Regions from separate parts of the Mus musculus genome. Here all the other regions are linked to region 1. The links are chromatin contacts, called in public Hi-C, HiChIP or PLAC-seq and promoter capture Hi-C maps. All regions are on one chromosome and are shown on one strand. Each heading gives the region's core, a stretch centred on a gene start, on an enhancer-like site or on the middle of the called end of the contact. The rest is flanking DNA. Distances are from core to core; before and after follow the strand shown.

Region 1 (2,933 bases), core at 206-2,705:
GATCCCAAGGCTCTGCATTTCTAATAGATTCCCAAGCTACAAGGACATTACTAGGGTTTGTGAATGGCAAAGCTCAAAACTACTCCCATCATTCATTCATTCATGAATATGTGTGTGTGTGTGTGTGTGTGTGTGTGTGTGTGTGTGTGTGTGTATGAGAGACAGAGAGAGAGAGACAGAGAGAAAGAGAGAGAGCAAGCAATGAACCAAAACTATTGCATTGTGACTCCGTTTTTCAGTGCTTAAAGGATCAATGGGGTTAGTAAACAAAACAAGTCAGGAACTCTAAGTCAGAGGACTGGGAAGATGGCTCAGACACACACACAAACAGACACAGACCGGGCGGGGGTAGGGGATCAAACTGTAGGTTAACATCCAATTGTCACAATAGATTTCAATCCTCCCAAAAAATATAATGGTAAACTTGCATCAACTAAAAATTATATAGCAGTGATTTATCTGTATTAAGCATATGCTATAGCAAAATTTCATTAAAATTATCTACTTCTAAGACATAAAATCCAACAAAGCAAAAACATTTAAAACATGAAAATGAGCTCAAGTATCAAATAAGACATATCCATTAATTCTTACCTCAAGAGCTTTAAAAAAGCATTCTGAATTGTCCGAAGACTTTAAAAACTTCACAAGAAACGGCTCTTGGTCATTTCTGGACATAGCTGAACTGTGAGAATAAGGCAGTCAAGAAGAACAAAAGTCAGTCAGTCAATCAGGGAATTAAATGTACAAGTCAACTATTTTTGTAGGGTTTTTGGTTTTTTTTTTTTTTTTTTTTAGTTTTGAGACAAGCCCTGGCAGTCCTGGAATTCGCTCTGTAGACTAGGTCTGCCTGGCACTCAAGAGATGCTCGGCCTCTGCCTCACTCAAGCTGGCAAAAAAGGGAGTGTGCCACTACCGCCCGGCCTGCAAATCAACTATTTTCTTATGCAGACAAGAGTGCCTAAGACATAGCTATCTGGCTTGGTTCATCAATTCATTCAAGATGTTTACAAAGGGCCCCAGAAGGTGGGCAAAGTCGAAGAAGAAAAAAAAGGACACGGATCCTTGCAAACGTGAGAACAAAATGAACGTTCCTGATTGAATCCCCTGAGACCCTTGGTTTGGTCCTCAGTCACTCACTGTTCACTTGCATGGGGCTTAAGACGACGCAGGGCGCCGCTGCGGCTACGGGTACCCACAGCCCGCAAGATTTGCTCCTAAGTTAACGAACTCTGAACGCAAGCAGCCACCGTGCAAGGTCGTGCACGCTCGGCCCAGCTCCCAGGGAAAGGAGCGTCCAGGCCGCGGCTCCCCAGGGACCTGAGGCCCACCCGCCGGTTAGGAGAGGCGCGAAGGCCGCAAGAGGCGCCGGGCGGCCACGCCGGCCGGGAGGAGCCGAAGCTCGCTCACCTAGGTGGAGCCCGAGGGCCCACGGGCACCAAGTCGGGGGGCGCGCGGCCGGCAGGACGGCGGCTGGGGTCGGGCGCCAGCCCGGCGCGCAGCCCCCGCCCTCGGCGGCGCCCCCAACCCGAAGCTAACGCTGCAGAACCCGGAAGGGCCAAGACCGGGAACCGACTTTCGCGCCAACCGAGCGGACGCCACACCTCTTCCGGAGGAAGTGGCGTCATCGGGGCCCCCGCTCTGGGAAGCGGAGCGGTCGGAAGAGGGCGGTCCTTGGGCACGCTTTCCCGAGATGCTCTGGGGTCTGGGTTTGCGGCAACAGTTTCGGCTGCGGCGCAGCTCATCGTTCGTGGCGAGGGCCTGCGGGCGGCCGGACCGATCAGCCTTAAGTCCAGAACGTGCAGAAGTGGGGCGAGGGGGTCCAGTGGCGAGTTCTCCTGACGGTGCCGGGGCAGCGCATGAAGCTAATAGCGGCTTGTGGGTGGGAGGATGTTAAGAAAGTCAAGGTCTGACTCCCCAAAGTGGATGAACAATCAATCCTTACCAAAGCCAAAAACAGTAACGGAAAGAAGACTGGGTGATGAAAGGCACGCTAGATTATTGATTAGGTTATATTCACATTCAAGACTTTTAAAATATGTATTTCTAAGCCGAGCAGTGGTAGAGCACACCTTTAATCCCAGCACTTGGGAGGCAGAGGCAGGCGGATTTCTGAGTTGCCAGCCTGGTCTACAAAGTGAGTTCCAGGACAGCCAGGACTATATAGAGAAACCTGTCTTGAAACTCCACCCCCCCCCCCCCAAAAAAAAGTATTTCTAGATATCCTCTATCAGGTGTATAATTGGCAAAGATTTTCTCCCATCTGTATGCTTATTCATTTGATTAATTTTTCTTTGCTGTGCACAACCTTTTAACTTCACGCAATCCCATTTCATTTGTCCGTTGTTCGTATTATATCCTGAGCAACTAGGGCCCTATTCAGAAAGCCCTTGACTATTTTGGTTTCAGGATTTCAGTTCTGACATTAAGGTCTTTAATCCATTTGGAGTTGATATTTGTGTAACGCAAGAGAGATTAAGATCTAGTTTCCTTCTTTTATGTATGGCTATCCAATTTTCCCGGCACAGTTTATTACAGAAGTTGGTTTTTTTCTTTTCTGATGTGTACTTCCGGCATTTTGTGACAAAGAATCTTTACTTAGCCAAACCTGTAGTCTGACTACTGGTCGTTCTCCTTGTAAAAATCCAGTTAGATCCTGCCACCTTTGATAGCTCATGCCCTTTCTCATTTTTCACTGTCCCCAGGTAATATCTGACTATTCTGGCCTATCTACAGTAAGAAAACTCTTAGGTTCTAACCAAAACCCCATTCTTATGTTACCTCTTAAAAGTTGCTAAGGGTAGCCGGGGGCAGTGGTGGATCACGCCTTTAATCCCAGCACTCAGGAGGCAGAGACAGAGGCAGGCGGGATTTCTGAGTTCAAGACCAGCCTGGTCTACAAAGTGAGTTCCAGGACAGTCTGGGCTACACAG
Region 2 (2,933 bases), core at 292-2,791, 960 kb before region 1:
AATCCATTTATTTGGTTCCAAATATTAAATAGAGAGGCAGTGTCAAGGGTTTAGTAGTTTGATGACCTGGGTGTTACAGTCTGGGGCCAAATCTCGGCTCAACCTTTTGGATGAACCTCACCTTGATTTAGTCACTTAGGAACTCTGGGTCAGCCTTTTTTACCAAATAGAAATAGGACCGCCCACACCTAGTTCTGGCAATACTCTAAGGGTCTGTAACATATACAAAGCCACGTAAGCACATGCTTTTATTACCCTGGGATAGGCCAAGGGCATCTTGTTTTGTTTTTCATTGTTGTTTTTTCCCCTTTCCACTCTACTTCAGGTCTCATCTTTCCAAGCAAGCCATTTCTGGCTGCTCACAGGCACTTTTATTTCACTGGGACAGTGTGGGAAAGCCTTCCTAAGGAAAAATCTAGTCGTCTCCAGTAACACAAATGGGTCAGTCGGCCAAAAAGTCAAGTCTGTAGAAACCATTTTACATGTTTTTCATCCCAAAACCTCCATCTATGAAACGATTCAACCACAGACGGGGTCCCTGAGAAATTCCAGTTCCAGGGTTGCTACACAATAATAATATTAGGCTCACCAGAGCATTTAAACCTAGAACTGTGTGTCCATACAAGTTTTTTTCCCCCCACAGAATCACGTTTTAGAGGGTAGTCTGCCCCTCTCACATCTTAGATGAGACACCGTCTGTTGCTCAGAGCTCTGACACAATTGTCATCTGTAACTTTGTTTCATTCTGATACTGTCACTCTCCTGAGTTCCCCTCTTCATATAGTTTCAGTGAGTTCCTATCCAGAGAGCAGTTCTTGAGTCAACTTACTTGAGCTCAAATACTAAGTCTACTACTGTGGAACTACACATCAATTTATTATCTGAAAATAGAGGATAATCCCTATCTCAGACGGCTGCAAGTTAATTGACCTTAAGTAGTTGGCCAATTAAATCCTGGCTCTGGGATCAGAGGTCCAGGAAGGCAGCAGTGTTAACTGTCCCAACACTTCACCCGCAAAGGCCTTTGACCTCTGAGGCTTCGGTCTCCATTATCTCCCTGAACACTCAAAACTTAAATCCGCGTTCAGGGTGTGTCAGTAGCGAGTAAAAGTTATGCCCACGATGCAGCTAAACCAGAGATGCGCACTGAGGCTTTCGACGGCTTCGTGGATGCGCCAGGACACTGAAGACTAGGGCTAGGTAACAGAGCTGCTCCTTTGCAGAGTTACAGTAGCCAATGCCAGCGTCTGGCTGAGAGGCGTGTCTCCAGGGATTCAGGGGGCGTGGCCTCTCGGACCGCTCCAGGGGGCGTGGCGCCTCGCCTTCTGCTTGGGCCAAGGCTCTCTTTCGCTAAGCGCACGCGTACTTCCCGAGAGGCGGAACGGCGGGCGGCGCGCACGCGGCGCTTCCCGGAAGACGGCGAATGGGCCACCGAGGGAGGGAGCACAGTGCTCCCGAGGGCGGGGCGCGAGGCGGAAGCGCCGAGGTCAGCTGACAGGGTCTCGTGACGGCCGGGGCGGCGGCCACGCACGCGCGTTAGGGTTCAGCGCTCGCAAGCCTGGTGGAAGATGGCGGCGTCCAGGGCGAGCCTCTGAGAGGCAGAGGGAGGAGCGGAGGGGTGGGGGCCGCGGCGCAGGAACCCGCGGCGACAGGCCCCGGCGGGGAAAAGGAAAGCGAGAGGGGACGGGGCCGGCGGCGCCTCCATCCTACTCAAGACGTGGAGCCGGCGGCGGGCGGAGCTCGGGCTGGAGCGCCTCCAGCCTCCTGCGAAGGTAAAGCCGCCTCCGGCTCTGGGTTTCTGCGATGCCGCTTCCCACCTTCGGGGACCCGGGGGCTCCGGGCAGGGACCCCAGAGCGGGCGGCGTTAAGCTGCTGTGTGTGGCTCGAACCTGCTGAAGCCGCGATCCTCCGTCCAGGGATCCCTGCGCTCGGACCCTCCCCTCCCCCGGCTCTGAGTGACATTTGCCCGGGGCACTGCCCGGCAGCCCCACCCCTCTCTCTGCCTGGCCGTCTTTTCTCCCATCACTATCCCTGTCCCCCACTTCTCTCGGCAACTCTCCCCGACTCAACTCCACACCTCCTTCCCCTGTGGGCTCCGCCCTCGGGATTCCCTCCTGGATGCCGGCGCCTCCGGTTTTCTTAGGTTAGCGGTCCTGCTTCCTTCCTCTGGGGTCCCGCGTAGACTCGATTTTTTTTTTTTTTTCTTTCTTTTTTCCTCGTCTCAGTTTTGTTTCGATTTGATGGGAAAGGAGGGGCAGCTGCTGTTCTCTTCCTCAAGTCCTTTATCAAACACCAAGTTTTCCCCCCAAGGCTTTTCCTTCTTGTAAAGTAGCCTGGCCTGTTCACTGTTGCCCGTGCTGGGCTGTGATTTCACCTCTGAACGCGGCTTTTGGTGTAGGTGAAGCAGCACTTTGGACGCCCAATGAAGTGGGTGTTGAGAGTACACCTGCGTGCCCCCGCCCCCCAAAAAACCCCTATTGTAAGATGCTAAATTAGCCACTCTTACCTTGAAACCGTTTCCCTAATCACTTGGTGGAAGGATGATGTAAATAAAAATCGCCCCCTAACACAGAGATGAACTCCCAAAGTAGTGATTTTTTACTTCCACGATCTGCTTTTCCCGTTTATTCTATAGTTTAGTTTTTTTTTTTGTTGTTGTTGTTTCTAGTGCCTCATTGTTTAACTTAATTTAGCTTACAGCATAAAAGCCCCTTTAATTTTCATATATAGTATAAACCAATGTTTAAGTTGCAATATCGCAAATGGTGGCTCTGGCTGTTAATACCACATTACGTTCAGGGACGGGACCGCCAGTCCTAGTTGAGAAAACACTGAGTTCACATTTGTTTGGAAACAGGAAGTACAAACAAATTAAAGGAGAAAAAGAGGAGCCAGAGTTAAGAAACAGGGATGTAAAGACCTTAAAGCTAGCT
Region 3 (2,933 bases), core at 140-2,639, 940 kb before region 1:
ACTGTGTGTGTATTCTCTCATAATTTCATTGAGCATAGTTAGAGAAAACTGGTGTTTACAAGGTGGTGTGAATCTCATTCACCCATTTTTAATTAAGTTCTCTCTCCGATTGCTCAGCTATAGAAATTCTTTACTTTAAACACAAATCCTATCCTAGATCAGTGTTTGGCACGTATTGTTCCAGTGCTGAGGGATGCCTTCCAACTCTCCTGATGCCATTGTATAAAAGTACACAGTTTTTAATTTTCATGAAATCCATCTTGTCTTCTTTTGTGTCTCTTGTTCTTTTTGTCATTTGTAAGAAGCAATCTAAGGTTACAATGGATTTCCTTTTGTGACTTCTATAACTTTAATTTTAATTAATTTTATGTGGTGTGCAATGAAGATCTACATATACTTGAATCACTTGTTGAAAAGAAAAGACCATTCTTTTCCCATTGAATGTTTGACACCCTTGCCAAAATGTGAATTCTCAATTTGATTCCATTGATCTGGATACCCATCTGTGATAAAGTCCCTAATGTGTTGGTTTGATTTAATGTAGTTTTCTACCCTTTGAGACAGGGAGGTATGAGGCTGCAACCTCAGAGTAATGTTGACTATTCTGCATTTCTTGTACTGCTGTATCACTTTTTCAGAGAATTGTTAATCTCACTGCAAGTGGCTGGGGTTTTAGTGGCGTTGACTCGGCAGAGCTAATGTTTCCCACCCATAAACAGAAGACCTTCCACTTACTTGGCGGTTCCTTTCAACAGGGTTTTCTTTTCAATCCCCTTTTCTCAGTGGTTTCAGTTTGCTGTGTGCATCGTGCAGCACTAAAATCCATTGTTCTTATTTATTTTCTGACCAATTTGAATCTGAGTTTAAAATATTCTTCAACAGTCTTAACATAAAAAAATTAAAACACGAATCAAAATTTTATTATTTATTTATTATTTTTGTGGGGGGGGGGTTCAAGACAGGGTTTCTTTGTGTAGCCCTGGCTGTCCTGGAACTCACTCGGTAGACCAGGCTGTCCTGGAACTCAGAAATCCGCCTGCCTCTGCCTCCCAAGTGCTGGGATTAAAGGCGTGTGCCACCACTACCCAGCCATGAATCAAAATTTTATTTTTAATTCCTAGTTGAACCTTCTCTCTAAAAATGTATTTATACAATACATTCTCCATGTGATATTTTTTCTTTTCTTTGTTTTTTTTTTTTTTTTTAAGAATTGGGGCCTGTTTTAAGAGATTCTAGACACATACACATTGCTATTCCATCTGGGGAAATTTACTGATTGTGGCAATCAAATGAATACGTACCTCTGCTTTCTCTTCACGGGCCTCACTTAGAGATAACCTTCCAGGTTGTGCCTCAGAGATGTCACGTGACCCATTTCTGTATCTTTGTGCGGTCCCACCGGGCCTCACTTGCAGGTGCTTCCTGCTTTTATGAGTAAAGGGTTGTTGTGAGTCTAGTCCACGGGCTGGCAAAGCAGCTTTCTTCTCTACTTGTTTCTCCCACTCGGGAAGTCCATACATAATTTAATTACATGTTTCTTCTGGGAACAAGAAAGGGAGACTACAGAGAGTAAAAGCACTTTTCTTCCATGAAAAAAATGTCCTCTTTGGGTTAAGCAAGCCACTTAAGGCCGGAAGGAAGGAACAGATGTTCAGCTAAAGTGGAAGTGCAGATCCACTGTGGGAACTTCAGAGTCACATGTTGGTTTTTCTAGATGGAATCTACGAGGATGGACTTCTCCTGGATCACTCCAGTATTTGTTGGCAGAGCAGATGCTATAAATTTGAATGGGACTTTAGTATCCAAACAGGATTTTAAGCACAGTACTAGTAGAAAATTGACATTTGGCCTGTGAAATTCAGTGACAGATGCTCATATTAGAGACAGTCATGGTGACTGACCCCAGAGCAGGATGGGGGTGAGGGGAGGGGAGGAGAGGAGGACAGTGAAGCCGGTAACTTGTTATGCTTATGTTCAGGAGCAAGCTGGACAAGAGAAGAGATGCCTTTTTCTTTTCTTCACAACGTAAAAAGAAATTCTCAAATCCAAATAAAACGACCACAAAACCCCAGGTTGCTAAAGCCTCCCTGAGGGAAAAGAAAGCAAGAGGTCTTATGTAGCTTACTCCACATTGAACAAAGCTGTAGAGATTGAAGTAGCATGGCCCTGGGTAAAGCAGAGCTTTGGAGCCGAGTAGAGGCTAGTGTAGACCTAGCATCCATGGCGGTGGTGAGTTGAGGAGGGATGGCCTTTACAGTGCTAGTGCTGGGAAAGTTGGATGTACACAAAGACACAGATGATGATACTACACCCTCACCTCTCACCAGTTCGAAAAACCAATCCCAATACAGGGCCTAAACCAAAATGTTGAGAAGAAAACACAGAAATATTTTAAGGTATTGAAATGGCTAAGATTTGGGGGGGGGGGGCAGGATAGAGTAACAAGACTCTCAAGCACAGGAAAAGAAAGCAAAATAAACACATGCCATCAAACTGGAAGCCTGCTACTGAACCAGAGCAAGTGGGGACGCGCTCCAGAGTGAGAGAATGTCACCTGCAAATTATTCAGTTGACCAGGGGCTAATAGTCAGAACCTGGAAGGAACTCCAGGAGCCAAACAGACAAAAAGCTGGGGACAAAAGCACTACATAGTCATTTTAAAAACATGCAGATGACCACACGTGTGAAAAAATGCTCAGGGTCTTTAATCATCAGGGAAATGTAGTGAAACTGCAAGGTGTCACTTCACCTTATTAAGAATGGCATCACCAGGAAGACTAAAGGCAGGTCCTGGGGACGACAGATAGGAAGTGGCCTTTAGACTGTTGGTTGGAATGTAACGTAGGATACTTAAGAGAGGTCTTTAAAAACGCCAAAGCAAAACTATTATAGGATACAGATAAACTACTATTGGGTATATAAACAAAAGAGAC
Region 4 (2,933 bases), core at 114-2,613, 760 kb before region 1:
ACAAAAATCAAAAACCAAACAAAAAATACCCTCTCTATTTACAAAACACCAGACTAAAACCAGATTCACTTGTCAGTGGGGAAAGGTATTCTTGGAGTCACCTCCTCCCGTTTAATTCCCTTGCTTCAAGAACTTAGGCCTTAAGTGGTGCTAAAAACAGTGAAGTGGAATGTCTAGAATCGAATTGGTATATTTTAGCTGGTATTATTAACCTAGCCCCAGGTGACTAAGGTCAATTAAACAAAATGGCACCAGCCCCTCAGAAACTGATCTTTAGATTGTAGCACAGAAGGTCACAGAAGATATCTATTAGGAATTCAAGAGTGTTCAGCCGCAACACTCTCGGTGAATTAGACACATAATTTTAGTCCTTAACAAGACTGCACTGCATAATGGATACTGCACCTCTGCTCCTGCCCTCTAATTCAGACTAGCCTGGGATTCGAGTACAAATTATCCAGGAAGCATCCTTGCAGGGAAAGAAATCCCGACCGGGCAAATGAGACACCCACCCAGGGCCAAAGGAAGCGAAGCACCAAGCACAGACATGTTCCCAGGAGGCAAAGGCTATGGTTGATACCTGTATTGAGTAACAGTCAGCACAGCCCGGGAATCTGACCCAAAGCCCGGCAAGTGCTGATTCAGGTAGGCCTCCAGGGACCTGAGGTCGAACTTGTGCTGGGGTAGCACTTCCACGGTGTCACTGGTGACATCCGTCTCCATGACCGCCACTGTTGTCACCGAGGAATCCACAGACTGTACGGAGGTTGCGCCAAGGCAGAAAGGAGACCGGCACTTGGGGGGGGGGGGGGGGGGGCGTGGTCGGGCGGGGCTTAGGAGAAGCCAATCACCGGGACTCTGGGCAGTGTTGCTGCAAAGCCATGTGGGAGGCGGAGTCTGGGACTCGGAGTCTGGTGGAGAAATAAAAGAATTGCCTGTTGTGGGACCAGACTTAGAATTTACCCTCAGCGTCAGAGCTGGAGTCCTCAGTCTTATAGAAAAACAAGGTCGCAAACGTGACTCTGGCGAATGAAGACAAACAGCTGTCACCCTAGACTAAGGACGCGCCAGCGGAAGACCTGTGCGGTCCGTGCAAGAAGAGAGTCCGCCAGAACCTTGAGCCTGCATTAAAAGACCCTGGTGTTTCTCATGGCCTCCTAGATAGGAAAGACGGAATGGCCGTCGACTTGATCTGGACACATATGATGCTGGCTCTGCTGAGACCTGGGTCTTGGTTCTAGAGAAGAAAGCTAAGTGTTTTGAGGAGTGTTTTTATTTATTATTATTATTTTTTTTTTTTTTTTACCGAGCGGAGCGATGGCGGCGGCGCACCGGAAGTGGCACGCCGGAAGCCCGGTGGGCGTGCCGGAGACGTGTCTTACTGGGAGCCTTGGAGCCGCTTCGCCGGTGTCTGGACCTGGAAGGCTGTGTCTGTTCCTCCTGCGCTTCGTGGGCCCAGCGAGGCAGCGTGGGGAGGCGGCGACGACGGCGACGGCGGCGGTCCGGCCTGGGATCGGAGGCCACCGGGAGCCCAGCCATGGCCGACTCGGTGGAGCGGCTGCGACAGCGGGTTGAGGAGCTGGAGCAGGAACTCGCCCGGGAGAGAACCCGGCGCTCTGGAGGGGACGGCCACTGCGGCCGGACCCGCATCCAGGAGATGAGCGACGAGGTGTTGGATTCCAATCCCTACAGGTGATCCATGACGGGGCGGGCAGGGCCACGCTCCGCGCGAGGGATTCAGCCGGCCTCCTGCCGCTCCTTTCCTGCTGTGGAGGTCCAGTTCCCAGATGGGCAAGGCCATGTCTTATGCTAGTCAGAAGATATTCTTCACCAAGCGAGTTGGCTCACGATTCATCGTAGCATTCGGGAGGGTGAGGTAGAGGGGGTTGTCGTGAGGTCCAGGTCAGTCTGGGCTACAGGAGTTGTAGGCCACTTTGGGCTGTGTAGTGAGACCCCTTTTTTTCTGCAAGGAAGGAAAATAACATTTTATTAAAAAAAAACAAACAATCCAAGCCATCCATCCATATGGTGGAGCTCTTCTGCCTGCTGTCCTGTACCCAGTTTCCTGTCACCATTATCTTTATTAGTCTACCTGGCTCTGCATCGGCTGATGCATAGAAAGCTCTGTCAGAGTATAATATCTCATGTAAAGTCGCCGAGGATAGAGCACCGTTTCCTAAATGCCTCTTGGTGTAACTTAGATGGAGCAGGGTGAGGGAGAGTTAGTTACTAGGGTGCTCACGAATATCCCTGAATATTGGCTTTGCCAGGGCTCCTGACCCCTCCTCTTTGCTCTCCTTAAATGGGCTTAGAAGATTGAGTGGCTTCACTTCTCAGCTTACTGAGTAGTCAGTAACTTAGAACGGTTTCTAACAGCTGCTGAACTTCTGGGTGAGATTGTTCCCTGTAAGTGGGGCCACAGGAACGCCTGTTTCCGCCATAGTTCTGAAGACTGAAGCAGTTTATGTGCAGTTCTTAGAACAGCAGTCGTGCATGGCAAACCTCGTAGACGACCACAGTCGGCAGCATGCTGTTAGACCTCCCGTTACATGTATGTTTCTTCTCACCACGGTCCTAGGGGATTGCTGATCATTTTCTCTCATCCTGGAGGTGAGAAAAGTGTAGGGAGCTATTTTAGATGGACTGCAGTATACAATAGAATCTGTGGCATTAGGTCCCTCCCCAGCAAGTCTCTAAGGCTATAAGCAGTGAGGCTAAAACCTGGGTAGTTTTAAACGTAGGTAAAGTTCCAGAAAGAGGACTCTGTGGGCTATGGGTCTAGAGACACTCTTGGGTGGTGAAGTTGGTAACGCCTGCATGTGAGTGTACGTAGACATTTCTGAGAACTGCTGGAGTTAGGTTGAGTGAGTGCAAACATGTAGGAGATTAGGCATAAGGAAGATGCAGTTGCTGCCTGAGGAGTCAAGGTTGTG
Region 5 (2,933 bases), core at 225-2,724, 730 kb before region 1:
AAAGAAAAACTTCCAGGAAGTCTTCCTAACGGTAGAGGAAGAGAAAGAATTTCTGAGAGTGGTCGAGATGCCACTCAGTAGGTACAAGAACTTTTAAAAAGTGTGTTGTCTTCCTCATTATGGTATCAGGGATCGCACTCAGGGCCATACACAACCAGGCAAACGCCCCATTGCTGAAGTATAGCCTGGCTTTGAAAACCTGTTTATTGTACTGCGGATCAGCCAAGCTCTCCTACAAATGGTGTGTAGTTGATATTTTAGGCTTTGTGGACTTCATGATCTGTGTCAAAACTAAGAAAACCTTCTGGTGGAGCACAGAGGCAACCATGGACAATATGCAAATAAAACATATGGCTGGGAGCCAATAAAACCTTCTTGCCAAACTGGACTCCGCCACTAAGAAGAATGGCTCATGGTCCCTGTAGTTGCAACGTGCTTAGCATTATAGTGATGAAGCCTGGTGGAAGAGCTCTAACTAGATCACCTCAAAGCTCATGCGCTGTCCTTCATGCAGCTTTCTGTGTGTATGTACCCCCGAAGACCAGGAAATACCATCTGACCATGACACAGAGGATAAAGAAAATAAACAGATGCAAACCTACCACTTCCATACATTGGAAACACCCATTCGCTTCGTGAGGTCTGAGGGTGAAGCCATCTAAGACTTACTTATTTTGTTTGTGGTACAGAGTCGCCAGCGCCTCCAGTTCACGAGCAGCATGCGGATGGTCTGCACCATAAGCGTTTTCTGAGATCTCCAAGGCCTGTTTATACAGCTGCTCCGCATCCCCGAACTTCTTCCACTGCACGTACACACCGGCCAGTTGGTGGAGGGACTGGGCTACTCTCGGGTGATCAGGATCTAAGGCTGTCTCCCGAATTTCTAGGGACCTCTGCAAAGGCACCACGGCCTGGGAACAAAGGCACGAGAGGGGCTGATCAAACACAGCAATTCAACACCACAGATCTCAGCGCCAACAAAAGAAAAAAACCTCCCGTCCTGGGAGGAGAGAGGTGTAAACGTGAGTCATCCTGCCTTTGGGTCCATTGAGGTTACCTGACTGAGAAGTCCTAGGTCCTTCAGAAAGCGGCCGAGGGTTTCATATAGGTCGGCTAGGCACAGCATGTTCTCCTCGCCTTCGCTGTTCTCATACTGCTTCAGTGACTCAAAGTACTCGGTCGCCATGGCACCTTTGTCTTTGCCTACAAACTGCCAGTAACTCAGCAACTCGGCGAAGTGTCCTCTGTTCCAACAGACAAGGCTAACTTAATGGAAAGCACATTTTAAAACCCACAGCAAATGAAAACGTCAGAATTCCTTCCTACGGAGCTGTAGGCAGTTTATTTAGAGGCAAGTATTGCACGGGGACCGTGAGGCCAGGCTTACACTGCCATCCATCCCACATCTCCTGGCTGCAGTGTCTGGCAGCAGGCTGTCTGACCTCTCACCTCTCACCACTGTCTATACAGAAGGGGTTACCAGCGCCACCTGCTGTCCGAGTGTATAGCACTCGGGAAGGCATTTGCCATGCCGGCAGCCATGGCTAAGATCTTGCTTCTTCCCTGATGCCTATTCACTGGAATCCCGGGTAGACATTTGATGCTAAAGTTAGCTCAGCTCACCTCCAAATCATTTTTAAATGATGGGAATTAAGCAGCAGAAACTAGCGAGACGGGTCATCTCGTATAGCAACCTCGTGATTGCCCCGAGGAACTGGAGGGAAACGGAACAGGGTTCGTTTGCAGGTGATATTTGCAGGAGGGTGAGAGAGATGCCATGCCAAAGGCCATATGTGAAATGTGAATCCACAGGGCTCACAGGCAGCTTGCAAGGAGCTCAGCGGGTCCAACAATGAAATTTGTGAGCTCAGCAGGGGCAAATCAAATTCTACATCTGATTTCTAAATTTCTAAGTGAGGCAGAAAACAAACCAAAAATCCTTCCTGCGGCTTAGTAGGTGAAAAGCCAGGCTAATAAGAGGGCAGTTACGCCATTAACAAATTCAAATGTATCCAGAGGCAACGGAAGTAACATTGTAGAGCAATGTTTGCGTTAACCCGGTCAGATTCCACTGGGAGCCCAGAATCTGGTTAAAAGTGACACTAGGGAGAGATCTGGTGGCCCTGAGGAGCTGAGGTTAGGAATAATTTCTCTGCACCATTTAAAATCTGCTTAAATGTAAGAGTAAGGTATGATACTGCTGCCCTGGGATCACTCTAGCTGATTTTTGAAAAGCAGCAATATACTTTCCCCCTAACAAAGAAGATCTCATGACAATTTATAAACCGTCACGGAATCCCTCACGCTTATTGTTTGTATTTCTGGTGCTACTGAGACTACTCAGATTTTAAATTTTAAAGCAATTGCATTTGCCAGTGTTGTTACATAAAACAACCAGCTGGTTAAAGCTGACCCTCCCGGGAGAGGTGATCTAGAAGACGCTTCGGACCTTTTGTAAAGGTTCTGAGCCACGAGGAGGTTGAGGAGGCAACTGTGCAGCTTCTGTTTGCTCCCCTGCTGCTGGAAGAGCCATGGGAGCTCATCTGCGCTTCTCCAGGTCACTCTGTCCTGACTGGAAAGGGAGGAGACCACAGTGAGACCTTTGGCAACAGAGGCCTCCGGTGGCTTCAGGAGACCACAGGAGGGAGAGAAACACATTTAACCACGATTTCTGATTCTAGTATAATCCAAAGCCAAGAAAGCTAGGCCAAATACGAGGAACAGTTACCATCCTCACTGAGACAAGTCCCTGATCTTCTAGACCAGACCCTTCTCTAGGCTGATATGAGGAAGGAGATAGAACATTGAAACATTGAAAGGCTTAAGAGAGTGAAAGTCTAAGAACATTAAAGGTGTTTTCCTAAAGGAAGGACAAAGGAAAAAAAAACACAAACAAACAAAAACACAAAACAAAAACCATCCCCCCAAACATA
Region 6 (2,933 bases), core at 314-2,813, 700 kb before region 1:
TTCACATGGTTCTTAGTGGGCAGTGGTGCACATACATGACATCATACACGAGGGACACGCAAGTCCACTTTATAAGGGCAAGCACATTGGTCTCCCAGTAGAAAGTGAGGCGAGCAGGGAGCTGAGGGTGAGAACAGCTTCCCAGATAATATGCTAATAGCCCAGCAGATTCTGAAGGGCTTCATAGCTTATGGGAATGATGCCCTACTAGAAGGAAGGAGCCTTCTTTTACAAAAAAATCTGTGATGTTTATTTAAGTTCTGATGTGCCGGGAGCTCTTGGGCTGTCAGAGATCCCTCTCACAGAAAAGAAAGGTATAAACAAATGACCACCAGAGAGGCTCCGAACCCACGGCATATAGTCCCATATTTTTACTCCGAGAAGTTCTGCTTTACCTAGTATCCGAATGAATCAAAGGCGATCTGTTATAAGGCCTACAATAGCATTGCAGTAACTGTTTAGTCCATTAACTAAATGGACTAAGAGAGTTTGAGTACTCTCAGGGAAGACTTTTAATCACAACAGTTAAAAACCATAAAATCAGGAGGTTTCCAGAAAAATTCCTATCGTATCATTAAACCCCAGAATCTGCCGAACTTCGCGAAGAAAACTAACCCAAGAACTCCATTTTGGAGATACCTAAAACCGGGAGGAGTTTGTGTGTAGTTGCTCTGAGAAATTTTTCGACTTCAGGACTTGGGTTGATTCAACGTGTCTTAATGAATGAACCGTAAATTGAAAGGGGCAGGGGAAGATGCTGATAAGAAATTAGTTTACACTCAAATAATGATTCCACATAAAGGAGGAGCAGCTTTTGCACAATTTAGAAAACAACTTGGTTTGTAGCTGGGGTAGGATGGTGGTGCCACCAAGCGGCTGAGCGGTGCGCTCGGGTCTCAGTTTCCTCAGAGCCTCCCGCTTGCGACGCTCTCGGTCCCGCGTTACCTGCAGCTCCGCCCGCAGCCGCTTGTTCTCCGTGTCCAGCTTGGCCTCTCGGCGGCCCATGGACAGCAACTCCTGGTTCTTGCTGACCCGGAAGATCTCATACTCTTTCTTGAGCCGCTCGAACTCGGCCGCCGCATACTCTAGCTCGGGCACAGACGAGCCGGTGGACTTGAAGCTGGCGCCCAGCAGCCCGCCGCCCCCTGCCGCGCGAGGCAGCGACCCGGGCCCGGCTCCCGCGCCCCTGCGGAACGAGCTGCGCAGCAGGCGGGCCTTGGGTTTCACTTCCACCGGGATCTCGCAGGCCTCGCCGCCGCCTGCCCCGTACGTGTCCTCGATCACCTCCCCGCCAGTGGGACTCACCAGCGACGAGGCTGTGCCCATGATGCCCGCGGCCGGCTGAGGCTGAGAGTCGGCTGGGTGCCAGGAGGAGGCGGGACCAGGAGGGCGGGGCCTGTCAAGCGGGGCGGAGCGCCGCAGGGAGAAACCAAAATCAGAGAGGAGCGTGGCCAGGAGCAGGGAGGTGGCCGGGGCGTGGCCAGGCCTTAAGGGCGGGGCCTAGATGGTGGGGCGAGGTGCTGTAGAGGAGAGGGCGGAGTTTGGAGGGAAGAGCGGAGCAGTAAGTGAGCCGGGCCTGGTGATTGGGGAGAAGGGCGTAACGTGGCAACTAGAGGGGCGTGGTGTTGAAGAAGAGTGGCCGTCTTGAGAAGGGGCGGAGCCATACTTTCGGGGCGTGGCCGAGCAAGCTGGGGATGTTAAGGCTAACAGAGAGGGGTGGGACGTAGCAGCGAGAGGAGGTGTGGTCAGTTGAGAAGAGCAGTGCCCAGAGAGAGTGTCGGGCCAGATTTTAGGGTCGTAGCCCGGTAAGTGGGGCGTAAGGCAGCAGCAGAAGAAAGAGAAAACCAGTCAGAGAGTCGGAGAGGTGGTCCTGGCTGGACAACGAGAGGGGGAGTGGCCAGGAGTCCTGTGGGGCGGAGCCAGGCTTTGGGGGCGTGACCAGACACGCGGGGGCGTGCTCTTCTGAATGAGACCAGTAGAGGAGCTGGACAAGGGAGGGTTGAGAGAAATGAGACTCGGGAGGAGAGGAATGGGTATCACGGAGCTGGCGGCCCTGAGAACTTGCTTTGCAGGAGCAGGCGGCAGGACTGAGCTGGGCAAGCTGGGCGGTACCAGGAGATCCGGACATCCAGAAGGGAAGGTTCCAGACTAGGCCCAAACCTACAAGCTCTGCTCCCTCTGCGTGAACTTTGTCTCAGTGAGCAAGAACTAGATCACATACCCATCTGCCCCCGCTCTGCCGCAACTGTTTCTGTGGTCCTGACTAAAGGGCTCTTTTCTGGAGGCAGTTCAGTGCCTAGTGTGTCTCTCAGGAAACATGTAATAAATAATGCCAGCCAGGAAAGAACTTCGAAGCATCACCACTTGAACCCCCCCACCCCCGCGACCCTTCTCTCCCCCCACCCCCATCCTTGATAAGCTCAGGTTTTATAACGCCTGGCGATAAGGATGCCAGGGACCCTATTCTAGACGGAAGAAAATTGTTAAGTACAGGGTTTGCAGGAAGGGAACGCGTGCTACTGTTCCAAGTTGTCCTTGGTCTGCTAACTTATCTTCCTGCCCATCCCAGATTGGTACCCCAGGTTAGAGGGGACAGAAAAGTGAGCAGTGGCTTTGACTCAACACTGTTGTGAGCTGGGTGCTGGTAATCTTTATACTTGCCCTTTTCTTAGGCAGTCTCCGAATGCCAGCCACTCTCTCTGCCATCATCCTCATTACCGGGAGCCTCATTACCCAAGGGGGATATAATCTTATTCCAGTGCTTGCTTACTCCATCCCCAGCTGTAAGAAATCTGGTAGCATTTTAAGCATCAGTCCATGCAGAGCCTCCTTGGGCTGACCTAAGATAGTCTTTGGTGGCTCACTCCATCCACAGGCATCCCTAGGATTCTTGGAAAGCCAACTCTGAGATGTAGATAAGCAAGCAAGATGTC
Region 7 (2,933 bases), core at 180-2,679, 590 kb after region 1:
CACACAGGGGATGATCCCTCTGCATCTCTGTTGATATTAGTAACAACTACCTATGCCAGTTGATGGGGTAATGAGGCGAGGGGGGAGACAAAGGAAGGGGGTGGTGGCCCCTTTCTGTGCCATACTAATGCTAGCCCCCTGTCCTACCTCAGTTTGGGAATGGTATGTTGGCAGAGCTGGAGAAAGGTAATGAGCCCTGACGATACCCAAGCCAGCAACTAATCCTCCCCCCCCCCCCCAACTGCACCCTGCAATGTGTAAGACTTGAAGAGTCTGCTCACACGCGGCTTTTTCTACGCGGTATTTCCTAAGTTAATCACTGTCTGGGCTGACTCGCGCTAAGGATCCGGGAGCGGCTAGAAGGAATGCTGAGCCTTCCCGGCAGATTCCAGGCGCGCCGACTATGAGCCAGGCTCTCGGAGCACCGAACATTTCCGAGGCCTTTCATCGCACAAACGTCCCAATCGAATCCCCTAGATGCACAATCTTTCTTTCAAATACTTATATAAGAGCACTTACTGAAAATCAACTTCCTTACACGGGCGCTGTACCTGGGCTGCACTGGAGCGCTGCACTCGGAAAACCAGCCACCTTTCTAAGCAAACACGGGTCTCTGGCCTTGGCCTGGGCTCACTCCAGCAAAAGGAACCAACGCTAGTCTCCAAGTCAACCAGGCCAGTCCAGGGTCCCGGCGTTACTCACCTCTACCGAGGCAGACCACTAGCACCGGTGGCTGCCCGAGCGCCCCGGGCGAGCAAAACCCGCAACCGCGAGAGGTCTTTAAGCATCGCGGGTACGCCTCTCTCCCTAACCCTCTTTGTTTTCCAAATACTTCAGCGCTGACGTCACCGGACTGGACAGCAGGCTGCATTCTTTCTAAGTGAGAGCCAGTTCGTGGCTCCGCAGAGGATTTTCCAAGGAAGACAAAGAGGAATTCTTGAGCTAGCTGAGGGTAAAAGCCACCTGTATCCCCAATCCAGACAAAGCAGCCACGGTAACCTCATAATTCAGCGAGATATGCCTACCGCAGCTTTTCACTTGCCCCGCACGCGAGACGCACACTCCCAAACACTGATCCTCTGTCCTTCCTCCAGCCCCAGTGGGTCGGAGAATGGTGTCCTCACCCCCACAAAAGCGCGAGCAGTCTAGGCTAGACACCCAGGATCGATCCTCGAAAGGGTTCACAGTCTCCCCTCCCGCTCCCGGGGAGGCTCGTCCACCCCAGCTCCGATCTCCAGAAAGGGTCGGACTGATCGCGGTGTCCCGCTGCTGCTGGGAAGCGTCCCCGCCGGCCTCGCGCACTGCCCGGAGTGCCCGGCACCTTGCTTACCGCTGCGGCCCGCGGCTGCCGGCGCACGCAGACCCGGTTCGGCTTAGGTACAGTCAGCAACGGAGGTGCGCACTAGTCGGTGGCGCCGATGATCTGCTTGCTCGCGCCCCAGTGCGCAGCCTCTAGGTCAGCCCGCGCTGGAGGCGGCTGCTATGCCAGGAATGTGAGAGTTTCAGGTTCCCCCTCGGGATCAAAGCGAACCACAAATAACCTCTCAGCGCGCCGCCCTCCTCCGCTCTCCGCCTCCCTCCGCTCCCCGGGCCAGCCCCCGCCTTCCTCCCGGGAGGCGGCGCTGCGGCTGGCCGCTGGGCTGGCCTCAGCCTTGTCCCCTTGCCACTCTGGGCTCTGGCGGCCGTGCGGCATTCATTCCCTGCCACCCTGCTTTGTGTCCTAGCTGTTGGGAGTGTCTTAACCAACTCGTCCCAAGATCGCCCCACCACTGCCCGCACCGGGTTCTCACCCTCCATTCCTACAGGCACCGAGGGACGACTCCAGGGATCAGCCTCTCACGCCCCTATGGTGGCTGTAAGAAGGGTCTGTGGCGTTTTGGAAATGGCGGGAGGACTGCACAGCAGTTCACATCCGCCCAGCCTTGACAGTGTTGCAGACGAAACGATGTTTCGGCCCGCCGCTGCCCAGCCTCTTTCCTAACTCCTACTATTTCACCCCCCAGCGGCAAACTTTGAATTGCACTTTTATTGTTTACAAACACCTTGGCCAGCTCTTTTAATCCTGCCTCTACAGGAAGTGTGTGAATCTGGGTTGAAAATCTGGTGGATTTAACCCACTACCTAACTAAATGAATCAACCACTCACTGGGCATTCGGTCCAACTCCTCCCTAACTCCGCTCATCTTTAAGCCAAGCACGCGGCGGGTCACCACTTGCTTTTTACTCGGCCATCCGACTCCAGTAACCCTCCGACGGTGCTCTTATCATGTCTGTAATAAATAAGAAACCAAGGTTCAGAGAGTCTAAACAACTTGCCTAGGGTCACACAGAGAGTAGCCAATGAAGCCAGGTCCCTTTTCTTGGTCTTCAAAATCCGGTCTCCGTAACCTGACAAGGCAGAGAGTCTCTGCTTCCACCTACCTGTCCCGAGTTTCAGTGTCTTTTCCACCTCGTCTACACCTAGCCAACCCTCTTTGTCTTCCGCTTCTCTGGCTTTTGGTGTGGAATCGACTCCTTTGTCATTTGGACCCTTCTACTTCCCCAGGAGACTCCTCCAGCTTAGCTGCTCTGACTCCCTCCCCTCCCCGCCCCCCCCACCCTCTTTCTGGTTAGAGCGTGCATTCCTCAGTCCCATCCACCTCGAATCAGGACCAATTTCTGCTGCGGGACTGCCGGGCCCAACCCCCTCCTTCCCTCGGCGTTCTCAATTCCTAAGTTTGCTGGAGGGGACCAAGGACAAGAAACCTTTCAAACTCAATAGTCAGGGATGTGGTTATTTTTGTATAAAGCTTTCCTTTAAAAGGGAGGGGTTCTCAGGAGTTAACCCCCCTTGCTGCCTTTACAGAGGATGTGCCTTCGATTCCCAGCACCTACCTGGTGGTTCACAGCCATCTGTAACTCCAGTTCCAGAGGATCTGATAGGCAATTCTAAA

Evidence for each region. Promoter capture Hi-C pulls out the DNA fragments that hold promoters and counts their contacts. Hi-C and Micro-C count contacts between places; a contact is called where the count stands out from the background. HiChIP or PLAC-seq counts read pairs in DNA pulled down with a chosen protein or histone mark.
Region 2: a promoter capture Hi-C map of pre-B cells shows a contact between it and region 1, with 5 times the contacts expected there. The contact joins the promoter of Dnajc13 here to the promoter of Topbp1 in region 1. A contact is called at or near these places in 3 of 39 promoter capture datasets (hippocampal neurons, neutrophils and pre-B cells), 1 of 484 Hi-C or Micro-C datasets (CD4 T cells), 4 of 115 datasets of contacts at active chromatin or transcription factors (the SCID.adh cell line, astrocytes, large pre-B cells and 1 more) and 2 of 9 other capture datasets (liver and macrophages).
Region 3: a contact with region 1 is called in an H3K4me3 HiChIP or PLAC-seq map of pro-B cells, with 4 times the contacts expected there. The contact joins the enhancer-like site here to the promoter of Topbp1 in region 1. A contact is called at or near these places in 1 of 39 promoter capture datasets (pre-B cells), 1 of 484 Hi-C or Micro-C datasets (CD4 T cells) and 6 of 115 datasets of contacts at active chromatin or transcription factors (the SCID.adh cell line, astrocytes, embryonic stem cells and 3 more).
Region 4: a promoter capture Hi-C map of neural stem cells shows a contact between it and region 1. The contact joins the promoter of Uba5 here to the promoter of Topbp1 in region 1. A contact is called at or near these places in 6 of 39 promoter capture datasets (cranial neural crest, hippocampal neurons, liver and 3 more), 3 of 484 Hi-C or Micro-C datasets (B cells, CD4 T cells and CD8 T cells), 5 of 115 datasets of contacts at active chromatin or transcription factors (the 230-238 cell line, astrocytes, embryonic forebrain and 2 more) and 3 of 9 other capture datasets (adipose tissue, embryonic stem cells and liver).
Region 5: a Hi-C map of embryonic stem cells shows a contact between it and region 1, with 4 times the contacts expected there. The contact joins the enhancer-like site here to the promoter of Topbp1 in region 1. A contact is called at or near these places in 2 of 39 promoter capture datasets (hippocampal neurons and liver), 1 of 484 Hi-C or Micro-C datasets (embryonic stem cells), 3 of 115 datasets of contacts at active chromatin or transcription factors (embryonic forebrain, embryonic stem cells and large pre-B cells) and 1 of 9 other capture datasets (pancreatic islet).
Region 6: a contact with region 1 is called in an H3K27ac HiChIP or PLAC-seq map of extraembryonic endoderm stem cells, with 8 times the contacts expected there. The contact joins the promoter of Nphp3 here to the promoter of Topbp1 in region 1. A contact is called at or near these places in 13 of 39 promoter capture datasets (the 3T3-L1 cell line, 3T3-L1-derived adipocytes, the C10 cell line and 9 more), 2 of 15 datasets of contacts at CTCF or cohesin (large pre-B cells and pro-B cells), 12 of 484 Hi-C or Micro-C datasets (B cells, CD4 T cells, CD8 T cells and 8 more), 15 of 115 datasets of contacts at active chromatin or transcription factors (the 230-238 cell line, astrocytes, cardiomyocytes and 12 more) and 3 of 9 other capture datasets (adipose tissue, embryonic stem cells and liver).
Region 7: a contact with region 1 is called in an H3K4me3 HiChIP or PLAC-seq map of embryonic stem cells, with 8 times the contacts expected there. The contact joins the promoter of Amotl2 here to the promoter of Topbp1 in region 1. A contact is called at or near these places in 2 of 39 promoter capture datasets (the 3T3-L1 cell line and cranial neural crest), 3 of 484 Hi-C or Micro-C datasets (embryonic stem cells, nephron progenitors and reprogramming fibroblasts) and 4 of 115 datasets of contacts at active chromatin or transcription factors (embryonic stem cells, forebrain and stem cell-derived neural progenitor cells).

The regions. Positions count from the first base shown.
Region 1 is chr9:103,303,849-103,306,781 of GRCm38.p6, reverse strand. Topbp1 (topoisomerase (DNA) II binding protein 1) reads right to left here and starts at 1,455. Exons shown (of 28, transcript NM_176979.5): 1 at 1,411-1,455; 2 at 595-685. The coding sequence starts at 678.
Region 2 is chr9:104,261,538-104,264,470 of GRCm38.p6, reverse strand. It overlaps Dnajc13 (DnaJ heat shock protein family (Hsp40) member C13), which reads left to right and starts at 1,541. Exons shown (of 56, transcript NM_001163026.1): 1 at 1,541-1,772.
Region 3 is chr9:104,242,742-104,245,674 of GRCm38.p6, reverse strand. The region is part of intron 2 of Dnajc13 (DnaJ heat shock protein family (Hsp40) member C13); the gene reads left to right. Among named protein-coding and RNA genes, the nearest start is that of Dnajc13, 19 kb to the left of the region's middle. Within about 2 kb of position 1,389, at least 57 of the 459 cell types and tissues checked have an H3K27ac peak or open chromatin away from gene starts, as enhancers often do. A contact at or near this core is called in pre-B cells and pro-B cells, where this site is marked.
Region 4 is chr9:104,061,551-104,064,483 of GRCm38.p6, reverse strand. Uba5 (ubiquitin-like modifier activating enzyme 5) reads left to right here and starts at 1,363. Exons shown (of 12, transcript NM_025692.3): 1 at 1,363-1,692. The coding sequence starts at 1,538. It overlaps Acad11 (acyl-Coenzyme A dehydrogenase family, member 11), which reads right to left and starts at 760. Exons shown (of 20, transcript NM_175324.4): 1 at 581-760. The coding sequence starts at 723.
Region 5 is chr9:104,034,017-104,036,949 of GRCm38.p6, reverse strand. It overlaps Nphp3 (nephronophthisis 3 (adolescent)), which reads right to left. Exons shown (of 27, transcript NM_028721.3): 19 at 2,450-2,572; 20 at 1,058-1,244; 21 at 670-911. Among named protein-coding and RNA genes, the nearest start is that of Uba5, 28 kb to the left of the region's middle. Within about 2 kb of position 1,474, at least 21 of the 459 cell types and tissues checked have an H3K27ac peak or open chromatin away from gene starts, as enhancers often do. A contact at or near this core is called in embryonic stem cells, where this site is marked.
Region 6 is chr9:104,001,174-104,004,106 of GRCm38.p6, reverse strand. Nphp3 (nephronophthisis 3 (adolescent)) reads right to left here and starts at 1,563. Exons shown (of 27, transcript NM_028721.3): 1 at 946-1,563. The coding sequence starts at 1,326. It overlaps Gm33054 (predicted gene, 33054), which reads left to right and starts at 1,748. Exons shown (of 2, transcript NR_168653.1): 1 at 1,748-1,805; 2 at 2,073-2,347.
Region 7 is chr9:102,716,300-102,719,232 of GRCm38.p6, reverse strand. Amotl2 (angiomotin-like 2) reads right to left here and starts at 1,429. Exons shown (of 10, transcript NM_019764.2): 1 at 1,331-1,429.